Regions from separate parts of the Zea mays genome. Here region 2 is linked to region 1. A link is a contact called in public Hi-C data. All regions are on one chromosome and are shown on one strand. Each heading gives the region's core, a stretch centred on a gene start, on an enhancer-like site or on the middle of the called end of the contact. The rest is flanking DNA. Distances are from core to core; before and after follow the strand shown. Region 1 holds the start of LOC100125649 (monoterpene synthase). Region 2 holds the start of LOC103629867 (RING-H2 finger protein ATL3).

Region 1 (6,114 bases), core at 1,378-3,877:
GACATCATAGGTGTCGTCCAGTAAGGACACAATGGCAAGAACTTTTGACAGTATCACTCGAGCTCGCGAGTAACTCGGCTCAAAATATACTCCGACCATCCAGAAGTAGCATTCCACGACCCTGTCTCGAGCAAATGATAGCCTTGTCTGAAGTTCTAGATCATTCCACCACCTGCTCATTCTTAGTTAAACCTCAACTACAAATATGAAATGTGTAATAGTGCCCACAAAAAATAATGATATATATCATGGTAGTCTCCATTTTTTTTGTTGTGATTAGGAATGCAAGTTCTGTTTTGTTAACAGGTGACCCACAATGCATTAAATTGAATTTCTACAAATACAAACTAAAAAAATTGGGTATACTACATGAGCTAGAACTATCTATTGGTGCCACCCATCCATATATAAGTGTGCTTCAGATAATAATTATTATTTGTTAAGAGATAGTCCCTCAGTTCTAAATTATATGTTACTTTAGTTTTGTTATAGCGAAAGTATCTCTAGATTAGTTAGTTAGATGTTCTGAGTAGCACTCCTCGGGTTCTGGATTAGACTCCCCGTGGGATCGAATTTCAGGCTGCGTTAAAAAATCCTTTCGTCGGTCCAAGGCCAAAGTACAGGTCTAAGGTCTGGCCCCGGTCACAATCGTTCTCACATAGGCTATGGTACCGTTGTGTATGGGTCGTGCTTCGTCGGTCCCACGCCAAAGCACAGGTCTAACGTCTGACCCGGTCACGATCATTCTCACATGGGCTACGTTACCGATGTATGGAGGGCGGTCGAGTTTTTAGTTATGAAATGGACCTGTGTAGCTATTTTACATGTTTACGATCATTCTTCATCTGCAAGCCATGTTTAATTATGAAATGGACTTGTGTAGCTATTTTACATGTTTACATGTCTTAGAATTGCTACTGTTCATTCCTGCTATAATTTCATATGGTATTTATCTGAGTTATATGATTGCTTTATTCGGAATTAAAATATTTAATATATATAAATATGTAGAAAGCATGTCACTTATTTCTCTAATATTACAACAGGAGTTCAGAGGATTTTCTTGACCTATGTGAGATGGGTTTTTTTTCTTAATTGTAGTGATGTGGGGGCGGTCGAGTTTTTAGTTCTGTTGTAAGCAACAGAACTTCACCAATGTTGATTGTGTTTTTAGCCAAAAAAATACTAACATCTATGCACTGTCAAAAATATATTAATTCTATGGAGTATTTAATAAAACTACTTTGATGTTCTAAATGTCGGTGCTTTTTTCTATAATCTTGGTCAAAGTTAGAGAAGTTTGGCTAACAATATTGCTAAGTGACCTATAATTAATTTGGAGTGGATGCGGTAAGTCACTTCACCTTGTTATGATTTTCAGCTCTTCTTGATGCTGGAGCTGCACAAGATTATAGTTGAGCTTCGCTAGTTCCAGTACCAGTTCATTAGCTTCAGTCTGATTCCCATACTCAGCTATACGCGATTTGGCTCCATAAATCCTTACGCTTCTAGGAAGGGGGATCTCAAGCGCGCGCTTTATTTCACTGGCTAATGATGCTTCCATGTAGGTGTAGGGTGCTAATGATTTCAAACATTTGGACGTGAAGGAAGCAGCCTCATCAAGTATCGTCTCTCCATGTGTCCTAAGACAGGCAGCATTGTAAAGGTTCAGTAGATCCCTTGGATTGTTCGCTGCAAAACCCCCCTGTTCGTCTCTGAACTTGGCGAAGACGACATCTGGAGCAGATAATTTCAAGAGTTATTTTTTGTACTTAGAAGTTAGAACAAGAAGAGTCTGTTTTTTTTATTTCTTCTTCTTTGTATCATCCTTTGTAGATTTAATTTACTATAGACTAATCTGCCGTTTAATGCCCTGCAGTCTCTTTGACGAGCAGATAATTCAAGAGTTTAATTAATCTCTTTTGGTTACCTGATGAGACTCTGTATCCATGATTTCGGAGAAGATAGAACCACATAGCCACCGTCTGAAGATCACAGCCACTGACATCGACGTTATGAATTTGGGTCACCATGTCATTGATCTCGTCTTCGAAAAGATAGTCCAGACACAGACGCTCCAAGGCATCAACGAGGTGAATCCTATGGTACAGGCTACAGGCACCTGAAGCTGCTATCAGTTTTGCCACTTGTTTCTTCAGTTGTTCTGCGCGATGTACCATCCGTGCCTGTTGAAACGTTTCCGGAACAATGCTCAGCTTAAAACAGACGAGAGTTTAGCTTAGATGAACAAGCTGATAATGCCTCTTAGTTTACAGATTATTGCAAACCTTTTGAGCGGACGACGTAGCCAGAGGACTGGAGTAGGTAAGGAAGAAATCTCCCCAGATGGATGGCTCAAAACTCGAGGTGTTTCTGCTCGCACGATCCTCTTCTTCCTCCTCTTTTGCCTGCCCGCTAGAATCTGCGGCGGTGGCACCAGCTGGGACGCCGCCACCACCACCCCCAGTGGCCCTGGTAGGCCAACTCGCCGAGCCCGGAGGGTGCCGTCGAACCAGCAGCATTTGCTTGCCGGCAGAGGGGACAACGGCAGGACGGCAGCCACGGCTGTGGCGTCCGCTGCTGGGCCGTGCTGCTAGCTTCATGTTCATGACGCCGGTGATGCCTGCCATTTTCCAGCGAGGTCGTTCTTGGCTTAAGTTCATGTCTCTATTTATGTAGACCGAGCTACTACTGTAACATATCTGGTGCACATGTAATTTTAGTGTACATTTTAAATCATCAGCACTCATCTTATATCTAACGTCATTAGTTGTTTGATATATTTTACTAAGGACACCCTCTAATATAATGAGATGTAGTGGTAGAATATGTTATTTATAAATTGTAATGAACAACTAGAGACGTTAGATAAAAAATGAGTGTTGATGATTTAATATATGCACTAAGCTTTCATATACACCAGATATATTCTCTTATCTATTACTACCTACTGTACGTGGGCCATGTCACATGTCCTCGTCTCCTCGGGCTGGATTATCAGTGTCATGTTTCACGTGAGCCTCTTGCGGCTGGGCTTTCATTGATTCAGCACCAGGTCTAGAAGTGATCATTGTCATCTTAAACAAACAAAAATCTTATTATATAATAACTTTTTATAACACAATTAAGCTATATATTTAATATTTAGTCTATCTATTTATGTCACAAAGTATAGACTTTAGAGTCCGTAAACAGTTTGCTTGCTGGCTACTAGCGAGCAGCCTCATTCTATTCTCTCTATATTTCTCTTTCTGTCAGTTCAATGTGGCATCTCTTGCCGTCCACTCGACGTCCTGTAAACTCTGTTGTCCGGTTTCATTGGCTAGCAGAGACTCGGAGGGAATCTATCTGTTCTTGCACCCAAAAAGTCCTTGCGAGCAGTCACTCAAGCGTGACACGCGATGTGATTTAAGTGCAGAATGGGATGCCAAATAAAACATATTTTACTTACAACGTGAAACACAATGTGATTATTTTAAGATAGCATAAAATCATTTTTCATCCTTCACCCTATGAATTTGTGATAGCCATATATCTGAACTTTGGAAAGTGGTGGAATGTCAAATTCCAAACTAAATAAGTTATTTTATTAAGTGAATTTCAATTTCTCTAAAATGAAGGGATCCAAACGCCCCGTTAGGACCTATATTTTGAGGAATTGGAATCTAACTAATAGAGTAGTCTATTTTTTTAGAACGTGATATTCCATAACTTTCTAAAGTTTATATATAAGCGTGAGAGATAGAAATTGATTCTATAGATTTACATACTACTTTTCTAATGTACAACTTATAACACACTCTTCTACTTGTTTTTCTATATAGTATAAGTGTAGTGTATAACTATCTCTCTCGTAAAATTTAGGATAGTATACAAATCAATTGCATATACAAATATATTAACTTAATTCTTTTGTGTATAAATTATGATTATTAGAATGGAATTCAATTCCAACGAGACAAACGGAAACGGGACCTTAAGGTTAGTTTGAAAACTCCTTTTTCCTATGAGCTTGTTTGGGAGCAATAATATAGAAGGAGATTGGAGGGATTAAAATCTCCTTTCCATTCAAATTTTAATAACAAGAGAATTTTAGCACCTCTAATCCCTTACGGTATCCTTGCTCCCAAACAAGATATAAGGGATTCCTATTTTTCCAAGAAAAAATAAATTAATTTTTTTTGAAAAAATAGAAATCCTTTGAAAGAAATGAGGTTCCCAAACTATCCCTCAGATCGCAAAATGACAGATTTCATTACAAAGTAGAAAGTACCGGCAGCGGATTCTTGAAAAAGCTACTGGTATGCTGCTAAATTTAGTTACTTTCTAGTAGCTCACTGTGATCGTAACTTTAGGATGGTAACAGTATTAGGGTCCGCGTCACACGCTAGCTGTCTTCCAGCATTGTGCTAGCTGTCTTCCAGCATTGTTCTTCTAACTTTTTAAGATGCTAAGAGCAACTTAATAGTTCTATAAACAAATCTCTAAATCTTAAATTTAAGAAGTAAATAGAAAAAACTTTCCAATAATTCTTTAAATAGATCTGCTAAATTTAGTTACTTACTATCAAACCTCATTTACTCTATAGATTTGACAACTCGATAGCAACTCTATAAGGACATGTACACCCTAGAGCCTCCTGGCACCGAATGAAACAATGGATTTGAAGCAAGATAGGTGGCTCCGAGGTTATCACACCAGAGAATGGGTGAGACACGTTGATACACTCCAAGTTCCTTTAGGCTTTGTTGGGGTACTCTAGTATTGACCTCAATCCACATGTGTTGAGGTGGATTGGGGTATAAATTAGTTGAAGTTACACCCCAATCCACCTCAATACAAGTGGATTGAGGTTAATACTAGAGTACCTAAACTAGGCCTTAGTAGTGATTGTAACCGAATGATTTCTGCAGTAACATTGGCTACAACTTTGTACTCTGCCTCATTGCTTGACCTTGGTATAGTGGCCTGCTTTCTGGATCTCCATGAGACAAGACTAGTGGACTGCCGCGTGCCAGCGCACACATTTGAATTTAGTGATACAAAGGTTTAAAATTATATAAAACGGTAACTGTTAAAATATTTAGACAAAAGTTTGAGACTTCCTGACAAAATTTTGGAGCTATATAACATGTGTAGGTCATGCATCGAATTTTATAATATTTTGGAGGGAGTAGTTATGCATCATGTTTTTGCATCTGTTGTTTCATCCTATATATATAAAAAATAAGGGTAGAAGTTTGTAAAAGGTGGTGTTAAGAAGACTTGGTCACTATTGCAAGACCTTTTTGAGGGTGATTCAAATGATGGTGCAGATATTCCTCACTGCCACTTTCATCCATGTTTGAGGAAGTTTGTTTCTTGTGGAAAAATACAAAGGCAAATAATACAATGTAAATGTATGACAGTATGGGCTTATAGCTTTGGTGAATTGGGGAGGGGGGAGGTATGTGTCGAACATGTATTTACTCACCTAGTCTTTATCGTTTGTTGGTGGGTAAGAGATGCTGATGAAGCAATCTATGTGTTTATGTAATCTTCAATTTTGACATGGCTGTAGAGGGAGAGTGCATTGTTGTTCTAGGCAGAGCAAGCAACGCGCGCACGCTTCTTTCCCCTGTAGTCAATGCATAAAATTTGATGCATTCTGTTAACTTGGCAAATCCATGTGCAATTGCAAACTTAATCAGAACAGTTATCTTATGGACATCAAATTCTATAAGCATCAATAATTGACTGGAAATATATGCAGTGTCAAATTCCATAAGCATCAAGTAATTGAATAGGAGTAACCAATAAAAAGTACTAATGCAACAGGGAAACATTAGGAGCAAATAACATAAAAAAAATTCAACATGAACCTTAGATGACACATTACCTGGTACAATGACTTTTCCAAGTGCAGCTTTGGTACCATTCAATGCATTTGTCACTCTATTATTCTTCTGAATTCTCACCAACTTCTGCTTCACTTTAGCAGAAACTCGTTTGCCAACCCAAAGATAGACCAACCCCCTCATTCAGAGTGGTGAGGCAAGCTGAGGCGGACGTCATACTGGACAGGGCAGCGCCGACGACTGGACGTCGGACGATACTAGGGATTCCTAAAACATC
Region 2 (6,114 bases), core at 2,274-4,773, 130 kb after region 1:
ATGTCCTATTTTCTAGTGTTTTCATTACCCATTCATAACCAGATTCTGTTGGTACTCTATATTCTGATTTGTTCATGTATGTGTCAAAGTGGTACATACCAAGTATGCCACCAACAATAGCGTAGTTGCTATTCATTTGTTGACAGGTCCACAGATAATGCATCTCCTCCTCAGCACCATCTTCCTGTGTACACAGATATGATACACATTAAAATATGACACACAATAAAATATAAGTAGCACAAACTTGTTCTTCTTGCAGCACAAATATAAACACTACAGCACAACCACAAACAGCAAGGTTGACACATAAACGTTGTAGACAAACAGCAAGGTTCACACATAAACGTTGCAGACAAACAACAAGGTTCACACATAAGCGCTTGAGCATAACAGCCACAGATAAGAAGGTTCACACAAACAGATAAACGTTCATGAAACCACAAAATTCCTGTACAGCTTCACCCACTCCATTAGAATTCACGGAATTCCTGGCACCATCGCTTCAACCAAGCCAACTTTCCTTCATTTGTTGTGAAGTTAGAAAATACTGTACGGTTGTATTCTTTTTCAAGCAACTTAGTAGCCACCCAATACTCTTCTGACTCTTCTGTTGCTCCACAATCCACAACCAGTCTCAAACATTTTTCTATCTCCTCTTTCACCTGTTGCTTTTCTACTTTCTGCTCCTCTACCTTAAGTTTAGTCATCTCAACAAAGGTTTGTCTCTGGGCGGTGCCATTAACTTGTAAGGTGTCTATCAAGCCCTTCATCATATTGACCATTAGATTCTTGCTCTTCTTGGGTGGATTTAAAGCGGTATCGGAGGTGTTCCTCGTCCTTTTATGACTGTTTGTACTCATCGGACTGTTCAGGAAGCTATCTGCATCTGCATCTACGTCTTGAATGTTATCCTGTGCATCTCCATCTATTGAAAAGGTAGCTTCTCCAGGGATACATGATGAGCGTCCATCAACAGTAAAACCATGGAACATCTCCCGAAGGTATTCCAGGTACAAAGGTATGTAGTGTCGGAACTTCTTGCACTCTTGCCTTTTCTACAATCCAGAAAATAAAGTTAAAAATCAGATAAATATTACATAATAAAAAATAAAAGATATGATGACATGCTTATAATGAAGAAAAATTACATAACAATACCTCTGTGTGTTTTTTCCACCAACTGTCAGGTGCTGAGATTGTACCATCTGGGTTTCGGCCTAATCCTGTTTCAGCTTGTGACCACACATGGAAAGTGTACATAGTTTTGCATTGAGTCCATCTATTTTTGAATTGTTTGGTAGAATGCCAGAGGCCACTCTTTTCAAAAAATTTTTGTGCTATAATCTTGTAACCTCTATTTGACATTGTCCCATTGGGGCAATTCCCTGCCCTAATTTGTTCAACTGCAAGTTCACAGAATACATATGTGTTTGCTTCGGTCCAATTTGCCTTGCCATTGCATTTCTATTTCAGAAAACATAATAGCAGTAAGCATAAATAAAATCTGAACAACAACAAAAAAAGATCCACTGAAATCTGAACAAACTGAAATCTAAACTCAAATCTAAACAAACTGAAATCACAATAGCTACATAAAATAAACTGAATCTAAACAAACTGAAATCTGAACAGCAAACAAACTGAAATCTAAACAAACTGAAATCACAATTTGCTCTAGGATTGTTGGAGCAGCTAAAATCTCAAATCTGAACAAACTGAAATCTGAATAGCAACTCAAATATAAACATATGGTATTGTTTTCGAACATAAAAGAAATCTAAACTGAATTATGACCAATAGCTACAAAAACAATCCTAAAAGAACACGAGAGCATGACTGAAACTCCAATTCAAAATCACAATATAATCTCATTGTCAATCACAATATGTTCTCATTGGACAAGAAAATATTATGAAATAGTTGCAAAATATTGTACTGGATCATGAAATTGGATATTACCAACTGGGAGGCGTTATCATCTTCCTCTGTTCCATCATGGGTGTCGATGTCTTCTGTAGGAAATGAGATGTTCCTCGATCTCCCACGACCTCCTACTTCCATCCTCGGAGCAGGAACCTGGGGACCGGACCTCAGTGAGTGTCGGCTGCCTCCAATTCCTAGAGCAGGAACCTGGGGACCAGATCCCAGTGACTGTCGGCTACCTCCCATCCCCGGAGCAGGAACCTGGGGACCAGATCCTGGTGAGTGTCGTCTGCCTCCAATCCCTGGAGCAGGAACCTGGGGACCGGATTGTAATGACTGTCGGCTGTATCCCGCTCCATTGTTCAATGAGTTAGGACCATGGCTATTTTTGCTTCTACTTTCGTTAGGGCGAGGAGGATGGAATGCGCTGTGGCGAGATGTACCACCAGGGGCCACAGGAGGAACCCCTTGCTCGCTGGTACCTCCTTCTGGCTGCATGTACCCCGAGTAGGTGCTAAGGAACGAGAAGCTGTCAATATGAGAGTTGAGGTCTAGGTTTTCCATGGTCACCAAAGGAGCCAAGGGTCTGGTGCCCACCACCGACTGGGAAAAGAGGCCAAGCTCATCGGTGTTGGGGGCTGTGGGGGGAGGCGAGAAGGAGCGATCAGCCGAAGAAGATGCAGCTTGAGAGAAATAATCTCGATACCCTTGCCCTTGGTTTGCCATGGTTGTGGTCGCTGGAGAGTAGGAGACTACTACGGGGAGGAAGCAATAGCGAGGATCTCGGGCGAACCTTGAATCGACGATAGAATATGGGGCGACAGTGGATCGACCTCGGCAGCGGGGGAAGATGAACCTGCTGTGTCTCCTGTTTGACGACGAGTGGAGAATCTCGGGTGGACCTTCAACCTCGGCAGCTGGCAAGGGGATGGCGAGGGAGGCGCTGGCGAGTGGAGGGGACGACGAGTGGAGGCGCTGGCGAGTGGAGGCGCTGCGAGTGGCTCGCGAGTGGAGGGGATGCCGGATCCACTGGAGGGGGCGGCGAGTGGAGGGACGGCGAGTGAGGCGCTGGCGAGTGGCTCGCGAGTGGAGGGATGGCGGATCCACTGGAGGGGACGACGAGTGGAGGGGACGGCGAGGCGCTGGCGAGGCGCTCGCGGATCCACTGGAGGGGATCGGCGGAGGATGCGAGGCGAGGGGAGTAGCCAGGGGGAGCAGGCGCCAGCAAAGGGAAATACAGGAGGGGCAAACAGTAAAAGTCCAAATTTAGTCACTTTTAGCTACCTCTTAGTGACTAAAGGACTAAAGTTTAGGAGAAGACATTTAGTCACCCTGTTTGCTAGTTTAGTGACTAAAAGTAACTAAAATTTAGTCACTAAACTTTAGGAGAGGGTAACCAAACGGGGCCTCAAAAGACCCCAACCACTAATTGACAAAGTCCGCCACGCGTCCCCGGATCCTCTGCGCCAGGGAGGCAGGTGGTAGGGCAAGGACATACCATGGCCCACTAGCAGCATGCTACGCCGCAGAGGATCCCACAGCTGCCACGACGCCCAGCCGCCTAGGCCACACCACGCGCACCTTCAAATACGGGAGAGTGTCCGTTCCTTCCAGCTCGTCGCTCCTCCCTTCTCGTGTCCCGTCGTCCCCTTCTCCCATCAGCGGGAGGGCGGCGGCGTCAGCCGGCAAAAAAGCAAAGCGTCACGAGAAGCTCGTTCCTTGACAGGCAGCCATGATTCCAAGGACGTCCTCGGTCTCTTCGTCGGCGGCGGCGGCGGCGCCCACCGCGGGCGCGCCGCCGGCGTGGCCGAGCGGCAGCGACGCGGCGGCGTTCCAGGCCTCGGGCAGCTCGGGACATCAGCAGGTGGTCATCAGCAACGGGGTGCTCCTCGCGGCGGTCATCTTCCTCTTCATGGTCGTCGTGTTCGTCTTCCTCCTCTACCTCTACGCCAAGCGGTACCTGGGCGCCGGGAACCCGCTCGTGGCGTCGCCGTCCTCGCGGTTCCTCTTCGTGGCCGCGTCCCCGCTCCCGCAGCGCGGCCTGCCCGCCTCCGCCCTGCGCTCCCTCCCCGTCGCGGTCTACGGCGGCGGCGGCCCGGGCACCAAGAGCAGCAAGGAGGCGCTGGAGTGCGCCGTGTGCCTGTCCGAGGTGGCCGACGGCGAGAAGGTGCGGACGCTGCCCAAGTGCGGGCACGCGTTCCACGTGGAGTGCATCGACATGTGGTTCCACTCCCACGACACCTGCCCGCTCTGCCGCGCCCCCGTCGGCGGCGACCTCGACGCGCTGCCGCGGGAGGAGCCCTTCGGCGCGTCGCTCGAGTTCCCCACCAACGTCCTGTTCTGGGGCACCCACGACGAGGTCGCCAACGCCGGCCTCGCCACGCCCCCGCCCCCGCCGCCGCCCGTCGCCAGCGCCGTCTCCGCGAGCTCCTCGGCCTCCGGGCGCAGGAAGGAGAACCTGGTCATCGACATCCCGACGCGGCCCGTGGCCCTGACCACCACGCCGCCCTTCAACTCCCCGCTGCCGGCGAGCCGGGTGCCTGGGAGCGCCGACGAGACGCGGTCCCCGGTCTCCGCCAGGCTGCGGTCGCTGCGCCGGCTGCTGAGCAGAGGCAAGCAGGCCGTGGTCGGCACCTCCTACAGCCCGCGCGGCGCCGGTGACGTCGAGCAGGGGCTCGCAGGAGCCGAGGCCGCCCGCCCGCCCAAGACGCCTCCGGCGTCGGACTGATTCAGATCCCCCCCGAGCTCCGGGTCGCATTTGGCTCGACTCGCCGATCACCGGAGCGCGCGTAAGCGTTCATTTTTGTTCCCCGCTTTTCTTTCTTTCTTTACATCTTGATTCGAAAAAGGAACTTTCGGTCAAAAGGTTCCTGTGTAAACAGAGGAAAAGACCGATGCTGGTTGGTTGTTGTTGGGGGAAAAAATGGTGGATTTGTTCATATGTTTACCAAGAAACTTTTCTTGAAATTTTGACTTTGTTGGCTTCCTGGTCAGGACGTTTCCATTCAACGAGGTGCATGTGTTCCACTTGAAGACGTTCGTCTTCTTTCAGAAATTTCGTCGAGCAGTACATTACAAGGAGCGTGTAAAATAGGTCACTCGTTGCTGTCACTCACTAACTACGTCCTTCAGCAGCCTTTTTCATTTGGCTAACCCGTACCCAGGAGTTTTGTCTCTATAAATTACAGCTACAAACTATTAATTCTATATAGTTTTGTCTCTAAAAATTAGAGCTGCATCAGTAGAATAGCTCGCTTAAATCGAAAGCGAATAGTCCGAGATCACGATACTCCTGCTAGAAATGATCTAACTGTACGGCAGGAGCTGATTGTCTACGGGAAAGGTACAACTGTAGAAGGACGAATGGTAACGTGGCTGAGGCCAGTCTTTGGGTTAAAGTGAGTATTACAAGGATAAAATTATCTTAGTACATTCATGAGTTCTCATAAAATTGAATATCTATGTTTTATCTACATTAAGTTTCAACCATAAAACTTCTGTAATTAAAGGACATGTTGATTTTAATGTAAATCCATATAGATCAGAGAAAATTGAGTGGAATTTTAATCTCTAGCGATTTCAAACCCGTCCTATCTTTTTTCTCCCAATCTCATCTATCCTAATTTCCTCTCAAAATCCCATTCCGACAAGGTGGAAACTTATATTAAGCTTAACCGTAGACTGCCCGGAGTAGCAAGTGTGCAGTGCAGGGGGGGACAAGGTCCACGCGTTTCAGGCGTAGAGACATTCCCGTCACAGTTTCAGAGAGCTCCAATTGCTTCAAGCACCAGGCAGCCACCCATTCCCCGTTAATTACACCGCCGTCGTGTCAACTGCCGATCGAACACGGCACCGCGTCCGCGCCGAGGCGGAGACGGCGCCTCGCGGGGCCTGCGGTGCGGATTGACCCCCCTCATCAGCAGCAGCCGGCAGTCAACCACGTGTGAGACGCAGGCAGCGCGAATGCGCGCCGCGGTGGAAGTCGTCGTGGCGGCCAATGGGTCTCACGATCAGAGAGGACGGCGTCAGTCACCCTTGCCTGGTTGCCTTGCGCGCAAGTCAGTCGGACAGGGGTGTTTAGGTCAAGCGTCACTCTCCCGACCCGACGCGTTTAACGACACGTTCTAACGGAGGCGGCGGGACGGGCGAGGTTACAGTGTCCGTGCGTGCGTCGGCCGTGGTAAAAGC

What was found. Hi-C and Micro-C count contacts between places; a contact is called where the count stands out from the background.
Region 2: a contact with region 1 is called in a Hi-C map of ear, with 4 times the contacts expected there. The contact joins the promoter of LOC103629867 here to the promoter of LOC100125649 in region 1. A contact is called at or near these places in 4 of 25 Hi-C or Micro-C datasets (ear, endosperm, tassel and 1 more).

Annotation. Positions count from the first base shown.
Region 1 is chr6:118,830,885-118,836,998 of Zm-B73-REFERENCE-NAM-5.0, forward strand. It overlaps LOC100125649 (monoterpene synthase), which reads right to left and starts at 2,628. Exons shown (of 7, transcript NM_001112580.2): 1 at 2,289-2,628; 2 at 1,931-2,186; 3 at 1,365-1,737; 4 at 1-172. The coding sequence starts at 2,609.
Region 2 is chr6:118,963,252-118,969,365 of Zm-B73-REFERENCE-NAM-5.0, forward strand. It overlaps LOC103629867 (RING-H2 finger protein ATL3), which reads left to right and starts at 3,524. Exons shown (of 1, transcript XM_023300369.2): 1 at 3,524-4,919. The coding sequence starts at 3,659. The coding sequence ends at 4,654.